Regions from separate parts of the Mus musculus genome. Here region 2 is linked to region 1. A link is a contact called in public promoter capture Hi-C data. All regions are on one chromosome and are shown on one strand. Each heading gives the region's core, a stretch centred on a gene start, on an enhancer-like site or on the middle of the called end of the contact. The rest is flanking DNA. Distances are from core to core; before and after follow the strand shown. Region 1 holds the start of Mpzl3 (myelin protein zero-like 3). Region 2 overlaps Jaml (junction adhesion molecule like).

Region 1 (7,597 bases), core at 1,380-3,879:
CTTGTTTTACTGATTTTTTTTCAGTATCCTAGGTTTATTGTTTTGTCAATTATTCCAAGGTTTATAGATGACAGCGCAAATCTAAGCACAATAATGACAAAAGGTCACAAGAACACCAGGACACCAGCAAGTGCTACCAGGATGAATCTCTCAGCATCACTTTTGTATTTATTTATTTATTTTTAGTCAGGTTCTCACTATGTAGTGCTGGCTGCTCTAGAGCTGACTATGCAGTGTTGGCCTGAAACCTAGAGACACCCCCTGCCTCAGCTCTCAAGTGCTTCACTCAAGGGTGTACCCCCACATCTAGCCCGACTGTAGGTTTGTAATGAGCACAGACAGCGTGCTTGCTGTGTGCTCCCTTTTACCCCCAGCTCAACATTCTCTTCATTTGCAGACTGGAGCCCTTAAGCAATTTATTAGAAGACTTCGTGATACACGATAACTTTAAAAGAAAATAGACTTGTGAAGAAGGCCAACTCAAAGCAAATGACCATTTTTTTTTTCAGTCTTATGTGTGAGAACTGGAAGAGATTATTTAAAATACTTTTGGTTTTAATTCACCTTACTTTAAGGAGAATTTGCCATGGGCCAAAGACTACCTAAATGGAAATAACCAATTTTATTTTTCCCTTTATTTGAGTATAAAGCAAACTTTTCAAGTGGCCTATGGAAAGAAGAGGGATGGCTTTCTTCTTTGTGTCTGGTTACATGGTCTGTGCACACTAGCATTGTTTGGAGAACAGAGACCATCTAAAAGTTCAGGTCCAGGGTGAATCTTTGCGATGTGATGGTTTAGTCTTCACTGACTGGGCCACACAGACTATTTCTTTTTAACAAACTGGAATTTCCAAAAGATTCTATTTCTACATATTGGATCTTGTAATTTTACCCAGTCTTTACAAACAAATTGGCATAATTTAAATATAAATTTTGGTCTTGAAATTCATTCTATACATCTTGTTCCACTTTTTAAAATGCCTAAAAAAGGTTTTGTTTTTATTTCTCTCCCTCCCCCCCCCTTAAAAATTAAGACAGGGTCTCACTACTATATAGTTCTGTCTATCCTAGAACTTGCTCTGTAGACCAGGCTGTCCTTGAACTCAGAGATCCTACTGCCTCTGCCTCCCTAGTGCTAGGAATAAGGGCATGTTCCACCATACCCTGGTCTAAAATTTTGATACCTAGTTTTGAAGCTACAAGTTAGAGCTATATTTTCTCTTGTGAATATAACAACTGGATATTTCTTTAAACAGATGGCCTGTGTATATTTCATATTTGTAATGAAGTAGTTAAAAACTCACAGAGAATGTCTCCAGGGAACTTGCAGCTTGTGTCTTGTTTGAATACTCATGGGATATCAGGTTCTTGTTCAGTGTCTCCTTCCTAAGAGTACTTTTGTACTGTAACTTATTTTTTATTATGCATGAATCACTGTGTAAATAAACCCTTAGTAATAAAGAACTATGATTTTTATTATTTGCTTACAAACAAATCTGCAAAATTCACAACAGCAGTTAATGGAAAACAAGGGAAGATGTTTAACTTTGCTCAAGTTTTCTTGGTAGATAGTAGAGTTAGACACGCAGAGCAATCATTAATTGATGAAATTAATTTCTAGTAGTTTTATATTTCTATAGGCTTCACATATTGCTTTGGAGGACTGGGAAATGGGCAAAATGATAGCACACATTTGGAAGACTCATTTCTTGGACCTAACCCTAATCTGAGTCTTACGACTGAAGTCCAGGTTGTCCTTAGTTCTTCTGCCCCAGTCTTGCAGATCTTGGATTTACAGGCTTTTGCCATCCTACCTGACTTAGTTTGGGAACTTTAGAAACAAGGATATTTGTTTTTCTACTCTTGATTCTTCTCATAGAAAAAACTACCGGCTTCCAAGTCTAGTAAAGTATGCCAATGGAAAATGTCAGCTATGAAATATTTCCAAAAGCTGAGGCTTTTTATTCCCTTTTACTTTCATTAACCATGGCGGGTCCAGGAGAATTGAGTGATTACACCAGTAAAGCGGGGTCCTTTCCACCCTTTCTTTCAGAGCATGTTAGACTGTCTCATTCCACGTCAAGTACCGTGATAATGATATCCTTACTTTTAAAATGCAAAGATACACAAACCCAAGTTCCTCCTCTCCTTTAATACACACTGTAATGATTTCATCATCACTGTCACTGCAGTAATTTAATAAACATCCAATTCTGAATGATGTAATGGCTACATTAAAAGGTACACAAATGACGACGCTTGCACGTATTTACCAAAGGACCCAAAAAAGATATATTTATTCTGATCTTGGATGGTCGCCTACGTTTTCCTGAACTTCAAATGTATGAGAATCTTTTGTGAGGGTTCAACTTAGATATTCTAGAGAGATAACTTCTGGATTACAGTCGGAGGATCGAGCCTGGTTCCCTGGAATTCCATAAAAATAGAACTGTTTTTTCAGTCTGTAGCCAATCTGAAGCAGAAGAGCGCAATCAGATCCTCCTGAGAGTCAAAGAACCGCTGATGAGGGTAACCGGGTACGATTCTAGTAACAATCCTTGTCCCTGATTGAGGTTGGGTCCGGGACGGCTCTTTCAAAGGTGACTCCCGACATGACGTCACTTCCGGCACCACCTGCATGGTCCCCGGGAGGCGTAAAGAGGGTGTGTAAGTATCGGAAGAGCTGTCGGGATGCAGCTGGCAAGAGGAACAGTAGGAGGCCGTGGCTGCGCTCTCTTTCCACTGCTGAGCATCCTAGTCGTCCAGGGTGAGTGCGCCAGCTGGCTGGACTCCACTTCCGGCAGGGGGCGGGGGGGTCAGGAAAGATGGTCGCTTTTCCGGTTCCGGGTTGGGGGGTCTCAGAAAAGCCCCCGCTCGGCTTCTGCGAAGGAAGGAAGGAAGGAAGGGAAGGAGGGGGTGTGGGATGGTTTTCTTTCCCGGCTAGCACCTCCCACTGCGGAGAGTTGGTTCCCCTCAGCTCTCAGAGCCCGACCACCTTGTGAGACTTGACACCGCCTTGATGATGCCTTGACGAAACCACAGCGAGCACAGGCTTGGCGGACACTCACTGCTCTTGTGAGATTCTCTGTGCTTGTCTGCCAGGGTTCTGAGTTGCTGTTACACCCTGGTCGGAAACCGGGCAATTCGTGTTCCAGTTATTTTGAGAGACACAATCAGGGCTAGGGAAAAAAAGGAAAAAAAAAAAAAAAAAGAAAAGAAAGGAAGAAAGAAGAAGAAGAGGAAAAAAGGAAAATCATGACTTAGTGATTTTATTTCAGGGGCTTTTAAATAAAACATTTTAGACAAGAGTTATAGTGTGATTTTTCTTATAGCAGGCATATTGCTGAAGAAAAGGCACCTTAGGACTTTCTAAACATTCTGAAGTATAAGAAAAGTCATAGCCATTCTTCTGAAACTTGAATCTTTTAACTATTGTCAGTACAGTGTTGCCATAATGACACTATTGTAAGGTTTGGATAATTTTACTTTCATGCTATTCCAATTTCTAAATTTCAATCCAAACTAATTAGCTTCATTTTGAAATGCGAATATTCTCTTGATTAGTGTGTGTGTGTGTGTGTGTGTGTCTTCCTAAGAAATGGAATACTGGTATAGCTAGCATTAGAATGAATTGTTGTATTGTAGCATTTCTCTGAAAATAATGGACATTTCTGAAAGGGGTCTTTAATATTGTGTAAGTATTAGGTGGCTGAGTCTCATCAGGTAAGATGAGGAGGTTTTTGTTTATCTGGTGACTAATCTGCATGTTGCCAGCACACTCCCTGATCCCTCCCAGCTACCTATGTCATCATAAATGTCCAGTTTTCCCTCTGAGTTCTTTTTACAACAGAGCCAGGCCTACTGTCACCTCATATAAACTCATATATATATATATATATGCATACATACACACACACACAGCAGGGCTGTGGAGGGAGAAATGTCCACATATTGTCCCAATGAGAAAAAAAAAAAAAGATCCTAGAAATTGTGTCTTTTTGTAGATCTAGTGTCATTTCACATATACGAGCAGGTGTCAAATCTAGCAAAACAAATGGTTCAAATTAACTCTGGAGGGCTGGTGAGATCAGTAGGTAAAGGGGCTTGCTTTGCAAGCCTAAAGACCTGGTTCCATCTTCAGACTCTACATACAGGTGAAAGGAGAGAACCAATTCAATAGAGTTGCCTCTGATCTGTACAAGTATGGACACATTCTATTAATAGTTTTAAAGTTATTGATCACTGTGTAGAAACCTATTAAAGATATAGATTTAAACTCCTCACCCACTCCTCCAGGTTTTTTTGAATAGATTTACATTCTGCCTTTAAAACAAACAAACCAGGGGTCTGGAGAGCTGGCTCAGTGGTTAAGAGCATTTGCTGCTCTTCTGTAGGACTCTGGTTTGAGTCACAGAGTTGACGTCATGGCTTACCATGATTTGTAACTCCAATCCCAGGGAATCAGATATCCTCTTTGGCCTTCATAGACCCCCGATATGCAAGTGCTGCACATAAAGGCAGAATTCCCAGACACATAAAATAAAAAAACAAAGGTGGGTAGTTCACAGGCCTATTCATTCACTAAAATACAGTTCAGTAATTTTTAGTGTGCATGGTGTGCAATCATCATTACAACCACTTCGGGAACATTTTTATCACCCAAAAGAGAAACCCTGTATCCATTCTGACCTTCCCACAGGCTCTGGAAACCACCAATCTGCCTCTTTAAACTTTTGTCTACTCTGGGCACTTAATACAAAGTGAACCAGCCACGCGCCCCTTTGTGAGTAGCTCTCTTCACGTGGTGTGTTTGCAGTGCTCCATCTGGTTGGTTGTCTGTTGGTTCGTTTTGTCTCTTTTGAATCGCAGGTGGTGGGCTTTGCTTTCCCACTAGTGTTTACTCGCCATCCCTCTTCAGAGACTGAAAACCCTTACATTGTTGTCATGTTTGAATTGGCCTTCAGTTTTAAGTCTGATTCTGCTTGTTTCAGTTGGCTAAGTATATATAAATGATAGGCTGGGGGTCTGGGGATGTAGCTCTGGGTGTAATGATGCATGCATGTAATCCTAGCACTGGGGATGTGGAGGGAGGAGCACCACAAGTTCAGAGTCATCCTCAGCTGCATAGTGAATATGAATCAAACCTGAGAAGCAGGAGACCCTGTCTGAAAAAAACAAGAGAAGGAGGAAAGGGAAGAAGGGAAGCAATAATGGTGGAGAGCCCAGTATTACACCTTTTCATGTAATGCCAGTATGTAAATTTAAGATAGGAAGATTTGCAATTTGGATGTACAAAGTCAGTGCCTTTGATTTTGTCATATTTAATTTCTTTCAGTTCTAAAATTATTTTATTAGAATGTGATTTGTATTTTTCATTAAATGGTTTTGTTAATTTTCATATTTTTTATGGTTGTGGCTGGTTTTACTTGGCCAGAATAAATATCAAGCCAGAACACGGGTGATCCCATCACTTGGAATCCTGAGGCAGGAGGATGGAGTGTTGGAGGCTGGACTAGCTTTGGCTACATAGCATGATCCTGTCTCAAGAAACGAAATAAAAATAAAACAAAAGTTAAATGTCTGAAAGGATATTGTGCTAAAGTGGGGGGAAATTTGAATCGCTGTAACATGGGGGAAGATTTGAATGGCTGTAACATAGGAGTAGAGAGAGTTTTAAGAAGGGATTTGAGAGAAAGATAGAAATATGGAGACAAGAGAAGGAGAGGAGAAAGGAAGAGAGAAACAGAGGTAGGGAGAAGAGACAGAAAGAGAAAGGGAGGAAATGGAGAGAGAGAAGCGGGGACACTGGGTGGAGAGCTGGCTGGAGGAACAGCTTGTGTTACAGATCTGCAGATCTTGTGTTAGCTCTAAAGCAGGCATTGGCAGCCATTTCCAGTAATGGAATGAGAGTAAACGTTTAGGGTGTGTGGGCAGCTGTTCTCTGCCACTTCTCAGTTTCTGCCAGGTGTGCAAAAGCAGCCAAACAAACCAATGTGGTGGCATTCTGATACAATTCTGTTTACACAAAGGTTGGAGTGTTTTAGCTATTTCCTGTGTGATCAGGGGAGAGACTGATTGGTTTAGACAATCTGGGTTACCCATGGAGCAGATAGCAGGGTGACAGCTAATTATTATGAGTTTGTTCCTTTCTCATGAAAGCCATCTGCTTCCACTTGAATCATGGGTCATAGGTTGCTGACCCCTGACATGCTGTTCTTTGACATTATCCCTTAGGTATCAAAGACACGTAAACTTACCCCAAGTGAGACTCGTGGCTGGTTTCCCCTCTTTCAGTGAGTGGCTTTTTTGAGTAGAAACTGAGAGTCATTCTTGACACCTTTCTCCCTCCAGCATTAATTTCTTGTGGGAACTGTCTGCGAATTTGTGTGATATGTTTTTCCTCCTTCAGTATACCAGCCCAGTCTAGAAGTGATTATTCAGAACTGATCTTTTCCTGAATGCGTGCAGACAGAAGCGTGGAGGGAGGCATTGGAAATTCCATAAAGAAGGTGATAGGGAGAGAATGAGTGAGCAGTGCACATGTGTTCTTACACTAGTAACCTCGGTGACCCTCCCAGTTTCTCTCTGCCCGCCTCCCTCCCTCTGGAGTTTTGCCCTGATGGTGCTTGCATTTCAAGAAGGAAATGACATTTACAAATCAAGTGTGGTCATGGCACATGGGTTTGGGTGGTACTGTGTTAGAGGAACTTTGGAGGAAGAGCAGAGAACTTCAGGGAATTTGGGGAGCCCATCACAAAGTGATGTATGTGAGCGGTGGTGAAGGTGTTTGGATATTGGGGTGTAGTGGGGAGCAACTCTAGCAGAATGGTAGGAATGGGGAGATCTTTCCAGACACGTCATATTCTAAGAAGAGCATTGAGGTGTGAAAGGAAACAGGATCTTCAGAAAGTGACTGGGCAGTCCAGGCACAGGGCAAGGGGTACGATGCCATTGGCAGGTATCTGAGAAAGACTGTTCCTCTTAAGATTTTAATCCACAGCCCCATGGGGAATTAGTTCAGGTTTTCTAGTACGTGTGTTACCCACTTCAATAATAATAGTTAATATTTGTTAAAAGTTTTTATTTTAAGGACTCTACTAAGCATTCTATGTGTGTTTATGTTTGTTTATGTATTGTGCTAGGGAGAGGACACAGAGCCCTACACAGCATATTGGATGTTCACAGTGATCCTAGGAGGGTGGTTATTCTTGCCATTTGCCAAATACAGCAACTGAAGTCTGAACAGGTTAAGGGACTGTGTGTGACCCCGCCCTTATCAGAAGTCAGACGTGCTAGAGCTTGGTGCTGTTCTGGCCACATTCAAATCTACTCCTTTAAGCTCTATGTTGTATTTATGTTCTAGGCTATAACCATAGGCTGAGGGGCACGTGTAATTCGTAGGTTCATTCTACCATTTGGGTTTTAGACCCAACTCTCCAGGACTGACTAGGCTTTTTCTTCTTGTTCGTGGGTCAGGAGTTAGAGCTTGAGAATGGAGGTTCTTTTGACAGAGAAATGAGCATTTTCAGGGACATAGAAGAAGGGGCAAATTTAGCGTGGCAGTCAGAAAGGGTGCTATGTGAGGAACCAGATGGCC
Region 2 (7,673 bases), core at 4,730-7,229, 40 kb after region 1:
TCCTTCCTTTCTTCCTCCTCTTCCTCTTTGTTCTTTTTTTAACATTATTTTATTCACATGAGTGCTTTATCTGTGCACTCCATGCATGCTTGGTGCCTGAGGAAGTAGTGCTCCTCCATGTGGTTGCTGGGAATCGAACCCCAGTCCTTCTAAAGGACAAGTGCTCTTAACCACTGAGCCAGCTTTCCAGCCCTGAGATGGTGACTCTCTTAGACCTCTTAGTTCACGCTGACTGAACTGAAGACAGCAGCGCATGAAGCAGCACACTCCACGGGTGTTCTGAACTCTTTCATTGTGGGAACAATTTCCACTCCTCTCTTTTCTAATAGACTAATGATATCCAAATTAACCATACCCAGGGCATCTAAAATTTGTTTGCTGAATTCATAGAAACATTTCCAAATAAAATATGTAAATTCAAACTTTTAGAAACCCACAACTCTCAATCTCATTCTTAGCCAAGTGTGGTGGAACACGCCTGTGATCCCAGCACTTGAGAGATGGAAGCATTCAGGAGTCGGAGGCCATTCCCAGCCTCTCACAAACCAAAAGGAAAATAATACACTGCTTTCTTTAGAAGTGTGGGATAGTGGGAGCCAACACAGAAATTCACAGCTGGAAAATGTTCAGAGAGTGAGAGACTTTGGAGCCCTGGGTCCTTGAGAGGATGTTATTGTCCGAGCCCCCTCTCTCAAGGCTCAGGAAACCCTGTGGAAGACTGATTAGTAAGAGTCAGAGGGAATTCATGACAGTAAGCAAACAGTGCCTTCCAGACTCAACAGAACTGACACATGTATGAACTCACAGAGACTGGGGCAGCATACACGGGACCTGTACAGGTTCAAGACAGAAAGGGTCCTGGCTCTGAGAGGGGAAAGTGGTCATGGCTCCCACTCGTAACCAAGAGCCTGTTTCAATTGATAGCCACTGGCAAAGAAAAAGTCAGGGTTCTTCAATGGCATCTCACTGGATAGATCAGCCACTGCTCAGGGCAGACCCCATGCCGTGCCTATTAAATCAACACACACACACACACACACACACACACACACACACACACACACACACCAATGGTATTTTTGTAGATTTTTTATTTGATTTTTTTTTTTTAGTCTTATCCATCTTTTGCTTGTTGATTTTGACTTTCATTTTTGTGCTTTTGTGGCTTTTCCCCCTCTGTGTTGTGTTTATTATTTTTGTTGCCTTGTCTTTTTTTTCTTTTTAGAGAGGGGGGGGAAAGAGAATACAGAGTGGGGTGTGTACATATGTGAGGTGGACCTGACAGGAAATGATGGAGCGGAAAATTCATGAAAAAATTCCAATTAAAAGAAAATGAGCGTGGGATAGGGGTGGATGGTTCAATGGTTGAGATCACCGACTGTTCTTGCAGAGGGTCAGAATTTGGTTCCCTGCTTACAGTGGCCTATACCTCTAGCTCCAAGGGGATCCAGCTCCTCTGGCAACCTTTGGACAACTGCAGTCACATGCAAATACCACCTCCACTACATATGCTCATAATTTAACAAGTAAAAATGAATCTTTAATAAGCATGGCATAGAGGAATAGTGGATAGCCTCAGGGATCCTCAGCTGAGAGTAGAGGGCCTCTACTGTCCCCTGCTGGCTTCCGTCCTTAGCTACAGAACCCTAACAAGCCCACTAGCACCTAGCCTTTCTCTCTCATGCTGCTAGTCACAGCCCTGTCTTCCTCGCTCATCTGTCTCTGACAAGCCTTTGGCATAGAACTTGGTAGAGTGTAGGCAATCAGTACACATTAGGATAGTGGGGGAAATTCTCAAACTAGCACCCCTCGTGGGAATCCAGTTTGTGTTCCCCCTATCATTTTTCCTACATTCTTTCCCTGTAATTCCAGAGCTGTGGTCCTCCAGGAGAAGAGAGGAAGCCAATGTTAGCTTTTCCCCAAGATTCTCCTTGTGCATCCCTTTCCTACCTTTGTTCTCCGATGCCATACCTACACCCTTCTCAAAGTGCAGCCCACAACATGGCTGCCCTTTCCAGTTTAGTGGATATAAAGAAGGACTAATAGGGGCCGCTGTCAAGAACCGAAGTAGTCCGGGAAACCGGCTAGGAGCACATTGGGATGGTCAGGTGTTCCCTTAATCGCTGATTTGGCAACCCATATTTTTTCCCCCTTCAGTCAAAACAGGAACAGATAGATCTAAGCCCTAATGGGTTTGCCTCGTTGCCTGGTGAATGGTGGTCCACTTGTTTATAAAGGTGACTCTGTTCATGTGGAAAGCCCGTGTGTATAGTCGTCGGTGATTTTATTTTGCAAGGTGTCCTCTCCGGTTTACAATCTTCCTCCTACTTCAATGCCTTTCCATAGTTCGCAGATATTTTAGGTTAAAAAAAAACCAACAAATACATAAACACACCAATAAACAAACAAACAAACAAACAAACAAAAAACCCCGACAATAGCTTCCAGTCCTTTTGCTTTAGCCCCAGGCCTCCTCCTACTCGCGAGATGTGATAGAGAACAGCGAGTCAGAAAGCTTGGATTCAGGTTTGAGTTCTGACTTTTCTTTTCACTGTCCATGTGGCTTTGGGTTCCCTTCTCTCTTCTTCCCTGTAAAACAGAGAGCAATATGGCAAGAACCTAGAAACATTGTAATTTCTTCAGCAAGAACCTAGAAACATTGTAATTTCTTCAGCAAGAACCTAGAAACATTGTAATTTCTTCAGCAAGAACCTAGAAACATTGTAATTTCTTCAGCGGGGGTGGGGAGGTGAGGGGTGGGGGTGGGGTATGTTCTGTGGCCGAGCATGTCCTTAACAGATATGGAGCACTGGACGGGCTGGGATCATAGGGACTGAACATGCATGCTATCACGACTAATTGCTATGCAGACTGTAAGGTGTCTGCACATGTTCAGGGTGTCAGAAAGACTCAGAATGTTCGACTATCGCTATTGATTTAAAGTACGAGGGTTCAGTTCCTAACGTGCTCGTACAATGGAGAGGGAGTCCCTTCTCTCCCGATGCCTTTGGAGTGGCTTTTCACTTCCTGTAGAAGAATTCCCTCCACTGAGTTTAAGGTCACATTATTTTCTTTTGCTTTCTTCCTACTGTGTAGCCTCTTCTCTTGCTGGGCAGGAAGTTCGTGTTCTCCCAGGGAGGCAGCCTGGATGAGAAGTCTGCTTATGCACCGCGCTTGTTCACTCACGACCTTGGTTTAGCATTCTTTGCAAAGAACTCTGTCTACTTAAGACACAGGCTCGTGCCTCCTTGCGTGCCATCCCGCCTTTGCTTAGGTGACTCCATAGTTGCTTTGTGTAAGGCAGTGTGGAAAAGTTAGCAATAGTTTGCTTGCTTTCCTTTCAGGGACCTCTTAGAATGGCTTGTTCAGAGGGACGATGGCAGGGTCAGCTGCTTGCACAATCCAGGGAAGGGGTGGCTGGGGTCAGATGGGGAGGTAGGGCTCTGGAGAGGGCTGAGGAAACAGAGAGAAGTCAAAGGGGAGAGCTGGCTATTTCCTTGGTCTAATTTGCAAGGAGTCTCATGATCTGTGTTGAAGCCAGAACTAAATCTCAAGCCAGTCCCAAAATAACTTGAAAAACGAGTACAAGACGTTAAAGAAAGTTGTCCATGATTCATCTTTTCCCCCCAACTAGAAGAATGAGCAAGTTAAAGATGAGAATCAGTTTTTGGACTTGGTGCTTCCTGTTTGTGCTGTACCCGGGGTGGCTCTCCATGTCTGTGAGCAGAAAGCGGGGGCTTTTTCTGTGCTTACTGTGAACTTCAAATATGAGAGGAATTCTGGAAAGGGGGAGAGATAAAGGAGCTAAAGGGAAGCAGAAAGAGTTGACTGGAGTGTAAAAGCAACAGGAACCTCAGACATGGTGACTGTGGCGGGTGTGAGCCATTCTCTTATGCTGGGACACCATGTTGCTTTGAGAGAAGAAAAGGATTCTTGGATGTTTTATTCACATGTTTGGTGACAGCGACATTTTGTTGTTGAGAATCCTTAGCTACACTTTATTTATTATTTATTTGTGTTTGTGTGCTGCCTATACACAAGGCACAGTTGTATTTGTTGTCTTCCATCTTTTCCCACCACTTTGCTTTGAGATAGGATCTCTCACTAAAGGAAGCACCACCATTTTGGCTAGAATGGCTGACCAGTGAGCTCTCAGGTCCGTCTGTCTCGGCTCCTGAATGCTGGGTTCCAAGGCCATGAGCAGTCATGACTGACCAGGGATTGGAACCCAGGTTCTTTGGCTTTCAGAATAAGCATTCTTACCCACTGAGTCATTTCACCGGCCCTCAGACTTTATTGTCTAGGAAGCCTATTTGATTATACTCTATGCCTGACTCAGTTTGCCATTCTATTCCCAGATCTCAGAGTCCGAGTAGGTGATACAACTCAGATGAGATGTTCTATCCAGAGCACAGAAGAGAAACGGGTGACCAAAGTAAACTGGATGTTTTCTTCAGGAAGCCATACTGAGGTAAGGAGAAGGAAGCATGATTGTAATTGTACTCGGAGCCCCTGGCTGGAAGCAGAGCGAGGAGAGGAAGGTCAGCTTTCAGTCTGTGTGCGTGCGTGCGTGTGTGTGTGTGTGTGTGTGTGTGTGTGTGTGTGTGTGTGACTGTGTGTGACATTGTAAAAGCCTGTGCCTTGGAGTTTGTCAGATCTGGCTTCCTGCTTTAGCTGTCTGGCTAGGCAACTTTGAGTTCTTGGTAGGAAATATGATTGAAGAGAAAGAGGAGAAGTGAGGGAGGAGAATAAGGAAGAGGAGGGGAGAAGGAATAAGGTGAGGGGAAAGGAAAAAATGAAGAGAGGAGGAGGAGTCATGGGAAGGAGAGGGAAGGAGGAGAGGGAAGAGGAGATAGAAAGTTGCTTAACTTTTAACATTCCCAAGTCTCGATGTGTAGTTGGACATAGTAAGTGCTTTGTACAAGGTGAGACCAATGCATTTGAGATAACTTTCACCTCCTTCCCTCTGTGCAATCTTTGTCAAAGGGAAGAGGGGCTATTTTTTGTGGACTATTCAGGAAAGTAATAGGCTAGGTGTAAGAGTACAATCACATTCTTATCCTAATGAGCCTAATATGTGCATTTGTCTAAGCTTTGCCTGGTGCTCCATTGCTCATTTTGTGTAATGGAGAAAAATTTCTTCACCTGTTTGAACTTGCCAGGGCTTGGGATTGGTAGCTCCTCGGGAGCCAGAGCGGGGGATAACTCATGGGAATTATAAAGCAATAAATAGCAAGTTAGTTCACTGGACTAACAGATCTCAACTATGACATGGTGATGTATTTAGGGCTCAAAATGTACAATGAAGGCTGGTGAGATGGCCCAATAGGTAATGCTATTCGCTGCCAAGCTTGATGACCTGAGTTCAGTCCCTGGGTCCCATATGGTAGAAGGCAAGAACAGAGTCTACAGGTTGTTCTCTGATTCTTTACATTCACACCATGCAACTGCCCCTCAGTAAATAAATATAACAAGCATGTCTTATGGGTGACATATAGATGATAAAAGTTAAAGTGCAAAGTTTATGAATTAAAATGTATTCCAGGTGAACTCAATAACAAAGACATTGGCACATACCTGACTCTAGTATGCTATCTGTGGGGATCAGAAAGGGCAGCATTGTGGCAGAGGGTAGGGAATGATGGGTAGCCCCAAGTTCACTCCTAAGAGCTTGTCCCACCTTTACATCTTTATTTATTTACATTCACATATGTATATGCACCACATGCATGCCTGGTGTCTATGGAGGTGGAGAGAGGACATCACATTCCCTGGTACTGGAATACAAACCATGAGCCACCATGTGAATGCTGGGAACTGGCCCTGGGTCCTCTGTATGAACAAGTACTGTTCACTGCTGAACTGACCTGGACCAGCAGGGAGATCTTTCTTGGCAGGGTCCTAAGTGGGAGTTGGCCTTGAGATGAGAAGGTAAAGAAACTGAAAGCTTGGCATCAGGAAGTCTTGCACAAGCTGATGGCTCACGCAAGCAAGCTTTTAAAGAAGTATCACACCAAGACGGGTGGTGGTGGCACACGCCTTTAATCCCAGCACTTGGAAGGCATGGGCAGGTGGATCTCTGTGAGTTTGAGGCTAGTCTGGCATACAGAGCTAGTTCCAGGACAGCCAGAGCGACACAGAGAAATCCTGCCTCAAAAGTCCATTCAAGCAATCAATCAAGCAAGCAAGCAAGCAAGCAAGCAAGCAAGCAAGCAAGCAAGCACCAAAATAGCAAAAAACCAAACCAAAACAGCACTCATTGTACCCTGTGTTTTTAGGGGAGAAATGGGACAGAGTCAGCAGAAATGATCGTACAATGGGATGCAGTCAGCAGGAAGCTAATCAGGCAGTGTTGCACAATGGGAGCACAGGGTGTCTCAAGAGCACTACCACCTGGATACACTTAGCCTTGAGTCTAATACCCATAGCTCCTTACGGTGGGAAAAATTCTGTTCTCATGATCTGAAGCCACAGTCCCCTGTGCCTTAGCCCCAGACCATTAAAGGCTCTGGCAAGCATGCTCCTGGTTTTATAGAAGGAGCCATGTTCCTTCTCCACACATCAGGACCTCAGGGAAAGCCTCGGATTAGCCCAGACCTCTGGGACCTCTGAAGAACCATTAAGCTCGCAGTCTCTGTCGATAGTCAGGGAAGCCTCATGAAGGTGACATTTATATAGTGGTCTGAGCAAGGTGAAGAGGGGAGCCTGGGGGCTCTAGTTACAGAAGAGGCAAGAGCAGCAGCCTGGAGATCAGCTCTCATGAAGTAGCTGGGCCTCTGGGTAACTGAATTCAGTGATGGAATTGAAGAGAGACGTGAGAGAGGAAAGGAGTCAGGAATGGGCTCTAGGAGAGATGAGGGGCCGGGGAGGGTTTAGAGCAGAGGAGCCGCCTGCTGGATCTTAGGCTTGTCGTCTGCTGGGGAAGGGCGAGCAGGGAGGCAGGTGAGAAAGCTGGTGCTGCAGAGATGCTTCTGGTGGAGATGAGGTCTAGCGTGGGCCTGGCAGGGCCACAGTAGGGAGTCAAGACGGGGCAGCTGGGCTGGGGGTGTATGTTGAAGGCAGAGGGCACAGATGATCTGGGGAGTTAATACAAGCTGCACAAGAGAGGGGCTAAAGATGACTCCAGGACCTTTGGCTTGAGCATCTGGAAGAAGACATTGCCATTTACCGAAAGTGGGATAGACGGGAAGGAACTGGTTTGGGGGTAACAGTCAGTTTTAGACGTGCTTTAGCTGCCTGCGGGAAATCTAACCGGAAGCGCTGCACAATAAAGTAAAAAGCCTTTTCTTTTTCTTTTTGGAAGAGTAAGGAGTAAACTAACCTTACTTTATATTCTCATTCTCTCTGTCTCTGACACTGTCTGTCTGTTTCTTTCTCTTCCTCTGTCCCTCTCTTGTCCTTAGCTTTGGTGTAGGGAATTGAACTCAGGATTTCACATGTCCCTGGCAAGCACTCTGCTTCACAACCATAACCCTAGCCCTCTTTTCACTCTTTATTCTGAGACAGAGTCTGGTTAAATGACTCACTTGAACTGCCTCAGCCTCCTGAGTAGCTACGATTGCAGGCTGGAGCCACGGACCCCTTTAAAACCTACCTCTTCTGATGAAACACTTGTTTATGGTTTGAGGTGTGCTTCGCCAGTACACACGTGTTGTACAAGTGCATATGAACAA

The links. Promoter capture Hi-C pulls out the DNA fragments that hold promoters and counts their contacts.
Region 2: a contact with region 1 is called in a promoter capture Hi-C map of macrophages, with 9 read pairs. The contact joins the enhancer-like site here to the promoter of Mpzl3 in region 1. A contact is called at or near these places in 14 of 39 promoter capture datasets (the HPC-7 cell line, the SN4741 cell line, cranial neural crest and 9 more), 25 of 484 Hi-C or Micro-C datasets (CD4 T cells, CD8 T cells, bone marrow-derived dendritic cells and 12 more), 14 of 115 datasets of contacts at active chromatin or transcription factors (CD8 T cells, the SCID.adh cell line, bone marrow-derived macrophages and 7 more) and 4 of 9 other capture datasets (adipose tissue, liver, macrophages and 1 more).

What each region holds. Positions count from the first base shown.
Region 1 is chr9:45,052,552-45,060,148 of GRCm38.p6, forward strand. It overlaps Mpzl3 (myelin protein zero-like 3), which reads left to right and starts at 2,630. Exons shown (of 6, transcript NM_001093749.3): 1 at 2,630-2,767. The coding sequence starts at 2,692. It overlaps Mpzl2 (myelin protein zero-like 2), which reads left to right. Exons shown (of 6, transcript NM_007962.4): 6 at 1-1,492.
Region 2 is chr9:45,089,387-45,097,059 of GRCm38.p6, forward strand. Jaml (junction adhesion molecule like) reads left to right here. Exons shown (of 11, transcript NM_001005421.4): 6 at 4,359-4,471. Among named protein-coding and RNA genes, the nearest start is that of Jaml, 14 kb to the left of the region's middle. Within about 2 kb of position 5,980, at least 21 of the 459 cell types and tissues checked have an H3K27ac peak or open chromatin away from gene starts, as enhancers often do. A contact at or near this core is called in adipose tissue, bone marrow-derived macrophages, granulocyte-monocyte progenitors and 3 more, where this site is marked.